Linked DNA regions of Mus musculus: region 2 is linked to region 1. A link is a contact called in public HiChIP or PLAC-seq data. All regions are on one chromosome and are shown on one strand. The core of a region is the stretch at or near the end of the contact, and the rest is flanking DNA. Distances in the headings are between cores, read along the strand shown. Region 1 overlaps Gm38875 (a long non-coding RNA gene). Region 2 holds the start of Hrh1 (histamine receptor H1).

Region 1 (6,273 bases), core at 2,143-4,642:
ATACAAACAGTCTGTTTCTTATGAATCATTAGTTGCTCTTCTTTCTCTTTTATGAACATTTATAAATCTGTGTCTGTTACTTCATAACAGACACAGTTTTGACACCTCGGAAATAAATTTTATCATATGTTCCCATGGGAACATATTGTGTGTGCAGAAAGCCTTGCAAGCCTCTTAGGTTGTAAAGGTTTGCTTCTGTTTAGCTATTTAATAGATTAAGTGAGGTGTAGAGAGAAGGGGTAGGAAAAAATAGGCAAGGCCAAGAGGAGAGTAGAGGACAGCAGATGATAGAGCAAGACAGGACTGGACATGACAGGACAGAAAAGGACAGGACTGGATAGGATAAGACAGGACAGAACAGAACAGGACTGGACAGAACTGGGCAGGACTGGACAGAACTGGATAGAACAGGATAGGACAGGACAGAACTAGACAGGACTGAATAGGGCAGAACAGGACAAGACTGGATAGGACAGGACAGAACAGACAGGACAGGACAGGACAAGAATGGATAAAGGCAGGGGACTGGAGTGCTGGCTCAGCAGTTAGAGCTCTTGTTCTTCCAGAGGACCCAAGTTTGCTTCTCAGCAGCCACGTTAGCTGATTCCCAACTTCCTTCAACTCCAGTTTCAAAGGATCTGAGTATCCTCTAGCTCTGCAGGTACGTGAGTACACACACACACACACACACACACACACACACACACACACACACACACACACACACAGAGAGAGAGAGAGAGAGAGAGAGAGAGAGATACAGAGAGAGAGAGAGTGGGGGATCTTGAATACACATACATGAATAAATATCTTTAAAAGGTAGTTCCAGCCAGGCAGTGGTGGCATACACCTTTAATCCCAGCACTCAGCGGGCAGAGGCAGGCAGATCTTTGTGAACTTGAAGCCAGCCTGGTCTACAGAGTGAGTTCTAGGACAGCCAGGGCTACACAGAGAAACTCTGTCTCAAATAAACGACAAGCAAAACCAAAGGCAAACCAACCAGCCAACCAAAACAAGGGAAGCTAGTTCCAGCTGCCTGGAGAAGCAGATTTGGCTTAACCTCAGCTCGGCCTCACAAAGCAGTGTAACCTTGGGCTTGGCCTAGTCACTTCCCTTCTCTGAACCTCACACAGAAATTGAGGAAGCTGAGCATGATCTCTAAATTTCCTCCCATTCAACTCTAAATCCATTTACTTATTTCATTAGTTAGAGTGCTTGTGTGTGCGTGTGCACATGTGTGTATACATGCACGACACAGTACACATGTAGAGGTCAGAGGATAACTTGTAACAGTAGCTTTTCTCTTTCTACTGTGAGTCCTGGGGATCAAACTCAGGCTGTCAGGGTTGGCAGCAAGCACCTTCATGTTCTAAACCCTCTTGCCATCCCTCACCCTTCATATTCTACTCCTTGAAATCTAGCATGCTCCATGACTTTCCTGCTTAAAACAATCAGCTTTTGTTTGTCCCCTGGAAACCATTTAGCAAGAAGTGGTCATATAACAGAATGACAATAGATAACGCAACTCGTATGGACTATTATGTTAACTGAATGAGACTGCAGACCATACACGGTTTCATTATATGAAGTTTAAAACTGGGCAGAACCCAGCTCTGGTGGCAAACTGGGGGTGGTGTTAACTTTGTGGTAGGGAGGGTGGGATTTGGGCTATTAATCAATAGCCAGGGGCCTTTTGGGTATGGTGGAAATGATGTAGCCCTTGATGCAGGTAGAGTTTGCAGGGTTGTAAACAGGGAAGATTTAATTAAACTGGAAACCAGAGAGCCAGATTACTGGTTAAGAGCTGATTGCATTTCCAGAGGACCTGGGTTTGATTCCCTGCACCTATCTTCAGGACCTTCTTCTGGCCTCTGAGGATACAATAAATTAAACATTTATTTATTTTTTCTATTTTTTTAAATTTTATTTTACTTTTAATATATTTTTTCACACTCCATAATCCATTCCCGCCCCCTCCCATCCACCCTCCATCTGCTCCACACCCCACACCTCTTCCCCACACCACCCTGTCTCCATGTGGATGCCCCCGCCCCAACCCCTCCTGACCTCTAAACTCCCTGGGGCCTCCAGTCTCTCTTTTTTTTCTTCAATTTTTTATTAGATATTTTCTTCATTTACATTTCAAATGCTATCCCGAAAGTAAAATTAAACATTTAATATCCTTCATCAGTCCTTTATCATATTCACATTATAATCCATTATACACTGTGAACACAGTATATCTTAACATGTAAATGGTTACCTCATGTGCGTTGCTTCTAAAACTGTGAATATAATGGAAATCACGAGGAAGCTGCTAACAGCAAGTTTTTACAAAACAATTAGCCACGATACCTCTTGGGAATAATCATGTTTCTAGAGGAGGAAAAATGACCCGATCTGGCATGATAAGTGCCGTTCTTGGTGTGGCTGTGCTTTGGAAAATAGCGCCATTTCCAGGATGGGGGCTAAGAAATCTGTTTGGGTCTCGTGGAATCAGACAGCACCATGAGTGGAAATGGGGGACACAGTTGGTAGCTGCCCCCCATGCCCACCCCAGCTGTGAGAACTGTTATCTGGTTTTGGCAGCCCTGTCACCAACCCTGCCTTTCTTGGCACAGTAGGAGTCCTTAACGGAATAGGTGGATATGTCTAGTGTCTGATGTGTCTGATCTCAGGCTCTGCTCAGCCTGTGGCCCCTGGGAGTCATCTGGCATCATTTGTCCATCACTTTCAGACTGAGTCCCACCTTCTTTCCAGAACTAGTCCTTTTGAAGACCACACTGGTGACGCCCGACCACACTTGTCAACTTCTCTGGGCTATGAACAAAAGACCAGTTCCTGGCAAAAACTTAGTGAAACCGTTCTTCTGCTCGGAAAGTGTGATCAGGTGCCCATGAGAGCGAGGTTTCTGAAGACAACAGACAATTGAGCCTTTGAAGGGTAGTGACTCGGACAGGAAACAGAAGCCTGCAGGACAAGGCACCCAGAACTGAAGAAAACCCCCAAGTCCAGGCAGACAGGATGAGTGGCCTGGTACCATGGTGAATCCATGCAAGCTGCCCCTTAGGGGCGTCAGGTCTCTTTCAGGAGACAGGAAGGGGTCTGCTTATAGGAAATGTCTACCACATACTGCAAGACACAAAATGTGATAAAGCTCTTACTTCTCCCCTTACCCATTCTGAACAGAGGTGTTAGGGTAAGCGTGTTTTAAGGAAGAGGAAGCTAGCAGCCAGAGATGGATAACAACTTGAGCAGGATCCCACAGCTAGCAGATGACAGAGCTGGAGTCAAAGCGAGGTCCATCTGATTCTAGTTAGATTTCTATCGCGTGGTAAGCACCATGACCAAAAGGAACATGAGAAAAGGAGTTTATTTAATCTTTTGTGGTCTGTCATGAAGGGAAGCCAAGGCAGGAACCGAAACAGATGAGAATGAGGAAGAATGCTGTTTATTGGCTTGCTCAGCCTTCTTTCATATATAACCCAAGACCACCTGCCCAGGGGCATCATGGCACAATATGGGCTGGGCTCACCCACATCAGTCAATAATCAAGAAATGGGGGAGATAGTGTAACTATTAATAGCACCGGCTGCTCTTGCAGAGAGCCTGGATTTGGGTCCCAGCAGCTCACACAGCAGCTCACAGCTGTCCAAGGGATCTTCTGGCCTCCACAGACACTACACATACATGGTATACATACAAAAATGCAGCTAAACACTTATACAAATAAATAAAAGTAAGCCTTTATTAAAAACAAGAAAAAAAAAGAAAAGAAAAGGAAAGTGCCTGCCAGCTTTGCCATTTGACCATCCGTTGGAGGCAGTTTCTTAGATGACCTTCGCTTGTGTCAAGTTGACAAAAAAACTAACCAGCCCAGAAGTCTACTGTCTTTCCTTCCATGAGGATGGGAACGATCCAGGCACAGGACCAGCTCGATGTTTCTAGAAAGCGCTCTCAGAGGAGCTCTGGGTTGAGCAGATCCTGGCATATCCAGGGTCAGCATTCATACTTCTAAGTGTACATGACAAAAAAACAGAGAAGGACAGAGTGGGAATATGAGACTGGTGGACCCATGAGACACAAAGCTGACTCAGGGTCAGTGTGTGGAAACATCTGGAAGCAGATGTTATGGGAAATTGGCAGGAGCAGGCAGCAGGTTTCCAGGGTCTAAGAGCCTAAAGGGCCCTTTTCACTACTCCCTCCCCTCTCCAGGCAAGCCCAGCTTTCTCATGCAGGCACCAGGGCACGGCCCTTGCCAGCTTCTGGCTGTTGAGAACTTCAGCCATAGCTTATGGCCGGTGATTCCACTCTACAATAGTTGGGTGTACTTTCCTTTGGGATGGGGTGCTTTTCCTTATGCAGCCAAAACACAGGTAACACTTCCTCATGACCTGCTCCATGTCACAAAAGCTCTGGTAGGGGGTCTTTTCCACTCAGAGTAAGTTAGGCACCCACACTTCAACTACCTGTTCATTGGCTGCTAAGAATTCACAACTGCCCAGACTCCTTATTTCTGGAGAGTTGTTCAGAACAGAAACCCCCAGACTCTAGGGCTAATGGCTGAGATGGGAGTATGGAACTCTGGCCCATCTCAGCTGAAGCAGGAGCACCTCCGTGTTGCATAAGCAATTCTACAGCCCCTAAGAGATCACACCAAGGCCAGATTTACACCCAGATGACTCCCTGTTTTGCTCAGACCCTCCCTAGCCTGCCAGTTCACCTCGCCTTCCATAAGGGGCATGACCTGATGTCCCCAAACAACCCCCACGTCATTTTACAGAAGAGTTAACTGAGCTTACATTGAATGTCTTTGGTTTGGTCTGTTCCCAAAATTCAGATCTTTGTGTCCTTTCATCCTGCCTCCACTGGCCTGGCTGTAGCCTCAGCTCCCCTTGGCTCTACCCCCCCACGGTGAGTCATTGTCCTTGCTAGGACTTTATGTCATGGTCGGAAATCCTGGAGTGGCCACAGGCAGACATGGCTGACACTTTAAATGAGATTTCCCAGAAGCCTTACTTGGTCTGCCTAGGAGGCACACGGGGGGCAATAAACACAAACAAAGGCAGAGCCAGAGTCCTATGCCCACCCCACCTGCTCATCATCTGGCCCCCTGAAATGAATAGATTGCTTTGTTTTAGGTATATGAGTGTTCTACCTGCATAATCTATGTGCCCAGATATACATGTGCATGTTTGGTACTTTTGGAAGTTAGAAGAAGATATCAGATCCTCTGCAACCGGAGTTACAGGAGTTGTGAGCCACCATATGGTGCTGGGATCTGAATTGGGGGATTCTCTGCAAGAGCAGCCAGTGCTTTTAACCAGCAAGCCTTCTCTCTAGCCCCCAGGCCATAGACTCTCTAGCCCTGAATGCATGGCTCTTCTCTGCACACATGCACCCTCTAGTCTCTCATCCGTCTCTCATAAATGAAAGCAAATCTTACAAGTGACCTGCAGGGGTCCTGGGTGTGCAAATGTTGATCTTTGACAGAGGTTATCAACACCGTTCTGGGAACATGGGATGTTTCTGTCACCCTGTGATGCGTCTCTGTGCCTTTCCAGATAAGTCCCTTAGGCTGTCACTGTTCTGATGTCTATCACCATGAATTAGATGTACTTGTCCTTCTGCATGCAAATAGATTCACACACACTGGGTCTACACAGTCTGGCTTTTATTGGAGTGCTACCTCATTGTACAGCTCTATCTACCACAGTGTGCCCATCCATTCTTGGTTGATGGACACCTGTGTTGTTGCTCTCTTTGTTATAAGGTTGACATGAGCTCATTTCTTCTCTTCACTTTCCCTTCCTTCCTTCCTTCCTTCCTTCCTTCCTTCCTTCCTTCCTTCCTTCCTTCCTTCCTTCCTTCCTTCCTTCCTTCTTTTCTCTTTTAGCAGTTTCTTCCTATGTTACTCTGGCTGGCCTGGAACTCCCCCAGATCTCAGCCAGTCATGTAGCATCACCATGCATTCAGCCAGTCTCTAATTTTTTTATTTTTTGCTAACCACTTTTCCACTTGAAAATATTGTAATATTCTAAAAACCATCTTTCTCTTAAAAGTGAATGATTGGGAGTTAGAGAGATGATGCCGAGGCTAAGAGTTCACTGCCCTTCTAGAAGACTGAGTTCTGTCTCCAGCACCCACGTCAGGCAGCCCACAAGCTCCTTTAAGACCAGCTTCACTGATGGCCTCTTCTGACCTCCTTGGGCACTGGAACACACACACACACACACACACACACACACACACACACACACACACTTTAAAACC
Region 2 (6,273 bases), core at 1,435-3,934, 33 kb after region 1:
GAGTTTCCAGTCTCGTCTATGAAGGCAGTCAGCTCCCTCCTCACCAGTGTGTGTGGGTGGGGGGGGGGGGAGAGGGTTGGTGGTGGTGGAGCTGCAACTTGACAGCTGACAGCTTCCAGTGGGATTTGTACCCAGTCAGTCATGTTTCTATGGCTGACAAGGTTGGGGTACCTTGGACAAGTCCCTTCTATGGATCTTCCTCAGTTTCCCTATGTGAATAGGGAGAAGTTGGCCTGGGTTTGGTGAGCCACAGTTCCTGTTTTCCAGAAGAGGAAGGAAGGGAGGTCACTCAGTTACTGAGCACCTACCAGTGCCAAAGGCTGCCCTGACCTACATACACACACAAACACACACACAGATACACACACACAGACACACACCACACACACACACACAGACACACACAGACACACACACAGACACACACCACACACACACACACAGACACACAGACACACACACACACAGACACACAGACACACACACACACACACACACACACACACACTGACCCAATCCCAAAAACAGTTCTGGAGAGAGGGGACTCCTGCAATCCCCAGATCCAATGCCACATTCTGCTCATCACACCTGAATCTGGGGAGCCATCTCTTGCCCTCTTTTAATCTTAAGTGTCTGAAGAGCAGTTGACTAGACCAGCCATCAGCATGTGACTCAGGCTTGGCCAATCAAGAACACTCAGTTTTCTCATTTGCAAACCAGATGAAGACAGAGCCTCCCTTTGAGCTGCTCTGAGAAGCAGGCAAGTTGACTCCTCTCAGGGAAGAGCCTCCACTGGATGGAAGGACAGGAGGACAGGAGGACAAGAGGACTAGCCTTGTTTTTTCACTTGCTACCTACCTCTTGGTAGTTGGCTGACTTCAGCTAGACATGGCCCAGGTTACCCTATGCTCTGTCAGTCACAAAATGACAACAAAATAAACAAAACACAAAACCCAAAAAACAACAGAAGCTTCAAATAATGCCTGATACACTGTTTCTAAAATGCTGATTTTTCTAAAAATCCCATGGGTAGAACAAGACCATAATAGGCCTTAGGAAGTGAAACCTTCTCAAGCAGAATTCCAAGTTATCGGGCGCTGCTGACTTTCAGGAAGAAGAGAGATGATTTCCAAGGCTCTCTGCCATACGCCCCAACTCCTGTAAACTCCACAGCTGTGAAGAGGAAATATCTTGCCTTACAGTTTATAACAGGTGCGATCCTGGTCACTCCTTCAGTTCCAAACAGTGCATTAGTCCCACAAAGTGTAAATATGGAGGCCCTAGAGTAGCAACTGGAAGTAGAACGTGCTGTGGATTCCTGGGCTCCTTGGTCTCTGGAGGTACAGGTCAAAGAGGGTCAGGGTCTGGCAGGGTTGGCACCCAGGTCTGCCAGCTGACCTGAATTCAGCCACCTGTTGCCTGGGTTCCTAAGGGCATTTCAAATGAGTCTGGAGTCCCACCTTCCAGGCAGGCACAGACAGGCTCAAGGTCAAGGGCTATATCGAGGTGCTTACCAAGTAAGCCCTTTGTGTAAAAGACATCATTAACTTGTCCTCCGCCCCTCTGTGTTAAAAACTTTGGCCTTTGGACTTGGGCTGGGTAGGCTAGAAGTGCAGTTCTCGGTGAGGACATGGTAGAAGCTACAAAACCTGCCCATCATCTATAAATAGGGCTGATGACTGCTTCTTTTTTCTGGTGTAGTTTGAGATTTAAATCAGGGCTACGAGGAGGGGACTAAGACATCCATACAAGTCTGGAACTGAGCCACACAGGGCTGGGCCTGCATTCCCACAACTACATACCACTGCGGGAGGATGAGCCCCTTCTAGGGGGCACGGTGTCATAGCAAAGAGGAGCCACTTCCCTTCCTCAGTTGTTCTCCCTTCCCTGACTGTTGCCATCTGAAGCCACAATTGAATGTTAAAAGGGTTTTCCCTAGCAAAGAAGGAGAAACGCCCTCTCCTAGCTCAGAAAAACAAAACCCAAAAAACAAAAAAACAGTTCCTTAAGTTTCCCCAACACACACACACACACACACACACACACACACACACACACAAAAACACACTCTCGCCTTCTCCTCTTAGCCGGCACAGGTTCCTAAGTGTAATGGTACAGTGAGAGTTGAACAAGGTCGGGATAGCTCAGCGCAAGGCCCTGAGTTTCAGCATAGCACTTGCAGGATGAGGACAGGAGGGAAGGAGGGAAAGAGGGAGGGAGAGGGCGAGAGCGCATTCATTCTTCAGGATCTAGAGAAACAGTGGTTGTGCGGTTCTAAACCTCCCGAGTCTTGGTGATCCGGATCAATCAGTGTCACTAATTTAAAAAACAAAAAACCAAAACAAAACCCAAACAAAACAAAACAAAACAAAACAAAAACCCAACTAGTCCCTTGGTCCACCTGCGGTTGAATTTGCGAAGAATCCTGTCAGCTCCTCCTTATCTGAGGTCTGGTCTGTGGCTCTGCGTGTCCCCGGGTTAGCATGCGGTGGCAGTGTCGGAGGGCTGTCGCCAGGCTTCCGATCCATCCTTGGCTTCTTGCCAAGCTCAGGGCTCCGCCACAGATGCGGGGCGCGGCGGTAGAAGATGGGCGGGGGAGGGTGCCCTGGGGCTGCTGGTGGGCGGGCCTCTCAGCGGCTCCTCCCCCGAGGCCGCCTCCGCGTGCTCCCGCCACCCCCGCGGCCGCCTCCGCCACCGCACCGAGCAGTCTGGCCGCCGCCGCCAAACTTTCCCCGGAGCTGGCGCGGGTGAGTCGGAGCGCAGCGCGGGCAGGGGCGGGAACCCGGTGGCGGGCGGCGGGAGGAGGGCAAGGATGCGCGCACGCCCAGCTCTGAGTTCCGCGCCCCCGCAGGGCGGTGGGGACATCCCGCAGGTGGCCGCACGAGGTGGGCGCGCCGGATGCTCTAGCGGCCTGGGCAGGGTATCGGAGCTGTGGCTGCTATGCCCGTAAGCACAAACACCTGTGGCTTCCCGGAGCTGGGGCCGGGCTCACCGGTTAGAGTCCGCCTCCGATTTCTGGGCCAGGGGGCCTCCTCAACGGCTCCCCGAGATTCCTCAGGGTTTGGCTTTGATGCTAACCGTGGACGCAGACTCTGGGTTGAGGTGCGATCTCCGTGCCAAGCTCCGGACATCCACTATCTCAAATCCTTCTGAATCTCCGGGACCCAGGTACTACTAGTATACCCACTTTACAGAGGAGGAAACTGAGGCTTGGGGAGGGAAAGTTGTCTCTTAGAGAACAGCCTTGAGACTGAATTGGATGAATCCAAGCTTCTTAGCTAGGTGGAACCCAAACCAGGTGTCTGGGTATGAGAAGCGTCTGAGCCAGCGCTCCCTCCTTTCCTAGCCGGCTTTATCGTCGTTTCCTGGCCGAGCCAGAAGACTTGATACTGTGGCCAGGGTGTGTTCTGATGGCAGAGAAGATCCTTGAGGGCTGCCTTTTCCCAGAGAGCGTTAGGGGATACCAAATTCTGCAATTTACGCCGTGTTGCTCTGAAAGTTAGAGTCTTGAATCAGAGCACAACTGATCTTTACAGAAGCCACCTTTGAGGCGCTTGCTAGCCTGGGCGATGGAGACACAGGGTTGCTCCAGGCAGGGTGGCTCTCCTCCGACAGGGGGCTCCCACCTCCAGACGGAATGGAGCTGAGGGAACTGGAAGATCCCCAGGCTGACTGCTCTGAGAGCGCGTTCTGTTATTGGGGGGTGGGGGGTGGGGAGGAGGAAGGGCAGGACCCTGAACCAGGGGTGAAGTGTGTTACTGGAACAAAAAGGAGAGAGTAGGTGGAGATCCGACACTCTTGGGGGCCTGAAGGCCACCGGCAATCCTTGGAGACAGAGAAAGAGCCCCCCCCCCCATGGTTATGAGATGGTTATGGATTAACATAGTTTATACAGCAGCCATGCAAGGTACCGTTATTGAGCGATAGGTGGACACTCAGAGAGGTTCAATAGATTGCTTAGAGTTGCCCAGCTGGTCCGTGGTGGAGTGGATTGAGTACCAACCAATCTTGCCTGTATCTTAAATTATCAGTGAGACTCAAGAGGCGGATGGAACCTCAGGTCCTTCTGTGCTGTGGCTGGCAGCGGTGGAGACAAACAATAGAGGGATGCTAGGCAACAGGGTCCGCAGCATCCCTGCTTCTGCCTCCGATGGGGCTCTGGGTGGGTTGCTGTCATTGAGTAGCTTTCTAGGAATCCCTGCTCCGCCCATGTTGATACCCTGCTGTATCTCAGGACTTGCTGGACCTTCCATCAGGGCCACCTAGCTGCCCCCAGAACGTTGCTCCTGGTGGAAGACAGGGTTTGACTGATGCTGTTTTGAAATATGTCAAAGACCCGCAAAACCTGGGTATTCCCCATTTATGATTTCAGAGCCGTGCTGCCTGCCACGATCCTAGCACCCCTCCCCCAACACTGGGCAGTCGTGGCCTGCACGGGGTCCCCAGCCCTGAGCTGAGGGTTGTGGGGAGGCATTTGTGAGTGAACTCTCCTGCCTACACTCCTTTCTATAGTCAAGGAACGCCTGGCAGAGGCACCGTGGCTTTTCCTCAGTACCAAGGCATGGCGGAGAGGTTGAAGGTACATTTCTGGGTCCGGTCATCATGCTGTCTCTTATGCGCCGTTGACATATATCTGTTTCCCCATGTTTTGATTGGAGATGTTCATGGTTCCTTCTTCCCTGCGCGGGGGTGGAGGAATTAACCATGCCACATTGATACAGCACTGCAAAGATACCTTGTAATTCACCAAAGTAGTAGCAGCAGTTGTCACTGTGACACTGACAGACCCAGCGAGGCAAGCCTCTGAGCTCCTGGACATTGTGCACCCCTTGCTGTGTTGGTTTTGTTCTGTGATGCTGGGAATCCACCTGGGGAGCCTTGTTCGTGCTAGACAAATACTCGGCCACTGAGCTACATCTCTAGCCCCAAGCCTCATGGCTTTCTCAGCTGTAAAAATGGGGCAGATCTAGTTAGATGTTGTATATGGTAAAAAGGTCCTTCTTGTAGCCTCTAATTCTAACAGGTAGAGGACTCCTCAGCCAGCCACCTCAGGGCCAGGCCCCGGGGACGCTCCAGACATTGCTGTCATTCTCACTGCCACCCAGACCTGTCTCCTTCTCCTGGCAGGCTCAGTTCTGTGCTCCTGTGTGGTATGGATCCGGGGCGGTATTCAAACACATGTTTTCTAAACGGATGTGGTCAGGCTGGGGTGGACTTGGGGAGTCTTGGATTGGAGGGCCGAGAAGTTGTTTCCTGTCTCTCAGCCTGGACTTGAACTGTGTGGTCATTGCTTGGGTTCTCCAAGGAAGAGGCACGAGTTGACAGTCACAGGGTTAAAGGGCATGTGTGAGGTCTATTGGTCTATTTCACAAGATCTGGCCACAGCTGTCCCAACAGAGGACACCAGCCACTGCCTCTGGGTGCGTGCGGCTGGCTGTGGGGATACCACATGCCTTCCGAGCAAGGAGAAAGCATAAAGAGTTCTGCAGGCTCTCCCTCCCAGGGAAGCATACTGAAGGTCGAAACTCATTTTCGTCCCTGAGACCTGAATAACCGTGGACTCCAGTATCCTCATCTGTGAAATGGCCATGAATCATCCTTACCAGTGTCTGTTTCTCAAGATTAACTCAGATAGACAGGCAAAGAAAGGACGGGAAGAGTGGGGGGAGCGGCTGGAGCGTATAAATGGCAAAGAATTACATGCAATTGTAAATAACTCTCATTAGCATTCAGGCTGGGCATTAGCTGTAACTGCTCCTGATCCAAGACGCTTTATCTGAAAGCCGTACCTGGCAGAGGATCATTCAAGCCCCAGTCACCCGCTGCCCTCTCTTTCACAGTGATGCGGAGCATTGCTGAGTCTCGGGATGTAATTATAACAAAGCTTCTGTATCTTACTTATAAGTGACTCACTTCTGCCATTAATGGTGGCAGAGGACTCAGCCACACACTCTTAGGAGACAATGCTCCTGATGCTGCTCAGGGTGGGGTAGGGAGTGGGGTGCCTCGCCTTTTGTGTGCATTCATCAATCCCTTAGTAATTCTCCAATGATCCTGCAGGAGGATCACATGGACCGAAGAAGCTAACAGCTCTCACTTGCTTTCATGGCAAGGGCCCTTGCACCTTGTTTCAGCTAGAAGAATGTGCTAGCAACCACTGTGTCGTTAAAGAGGATGGAGTGGGAGAGGAAGATGAAGGCAACTCCAGAGATGAGTTGAAAGTGTAGCCACTGGCGTCAACTGGAGTTGAGTTTGGATGTGGGGGTCTGCCAG

What was found. HiChIP or PLAC-seq counts read pairs in DNA pulled down with a chosen protein or histone mark.
Region 2: a contact with region 1 is called in an H3K4me3 HiChIP or PLAC-seq map of bone marrow-derived macrophages, with 2.5 times the contacts expected there. The contact joins the promoter of Hrh1 here to the enhancer-like site in region 1. A contact is called at or near these places in 2 of 39 promoter capture datasets (hippocampal neurons and second pharyngeal arch cranial neural crest), 23 of 484 Hi-C or Micro-C datasets (the C2C12 cell line, adipose-derived mesenchymal stem cells, bone marrow-derived macrophages and 16 more), 7 of 115 datasets of contacts at active chromatin or transcription factors (T-cell acute lymphoblastic leukemia, bone marrow-derived macrophages, embryonic midbrain and 3 more) and 3 of 9 other capture datasets (adipose tissue, macrophages and pancreatic islet).

The regions. Positions count from the first base shown.
Region 1 is chr6:114,361,484-114,367,756 of GRCm38.p6, forward strand. All of the region lies in intron 2 of Gm38875 (a long non-coding RNA gene), which reads right to left. Among named protein-coding and RNA genes, the nearest start is that of Gm38875, 33 kb to the right of the region's middle. Within about 2 kb of position 3,393, at least 16 of the 459 cell types and tissues checked have an H3K27ac peak or open chromatin away from gene starts, as enhancers often do. A contact at or near this core is called in adipose tissue, bone marrow-derived macrophages, conventional dendritic cells and 1 more, where this site is marked.
Region 2 is chr6:114,395,252-114,401,524 of GRCm38.p6, forward strand. Hrh1 (histamine receptor H1) reads left to right here and starts at 2,685. Exons shown (of 2, transcript NM_001317125.1): 1 at 2,685-2,747. Gm38875 (a long non-coding RNA gene) reads right to left here and starts at 2,500. Exons shown (of 3, transcript XR_869365.2): 1 at 2,402-2,500.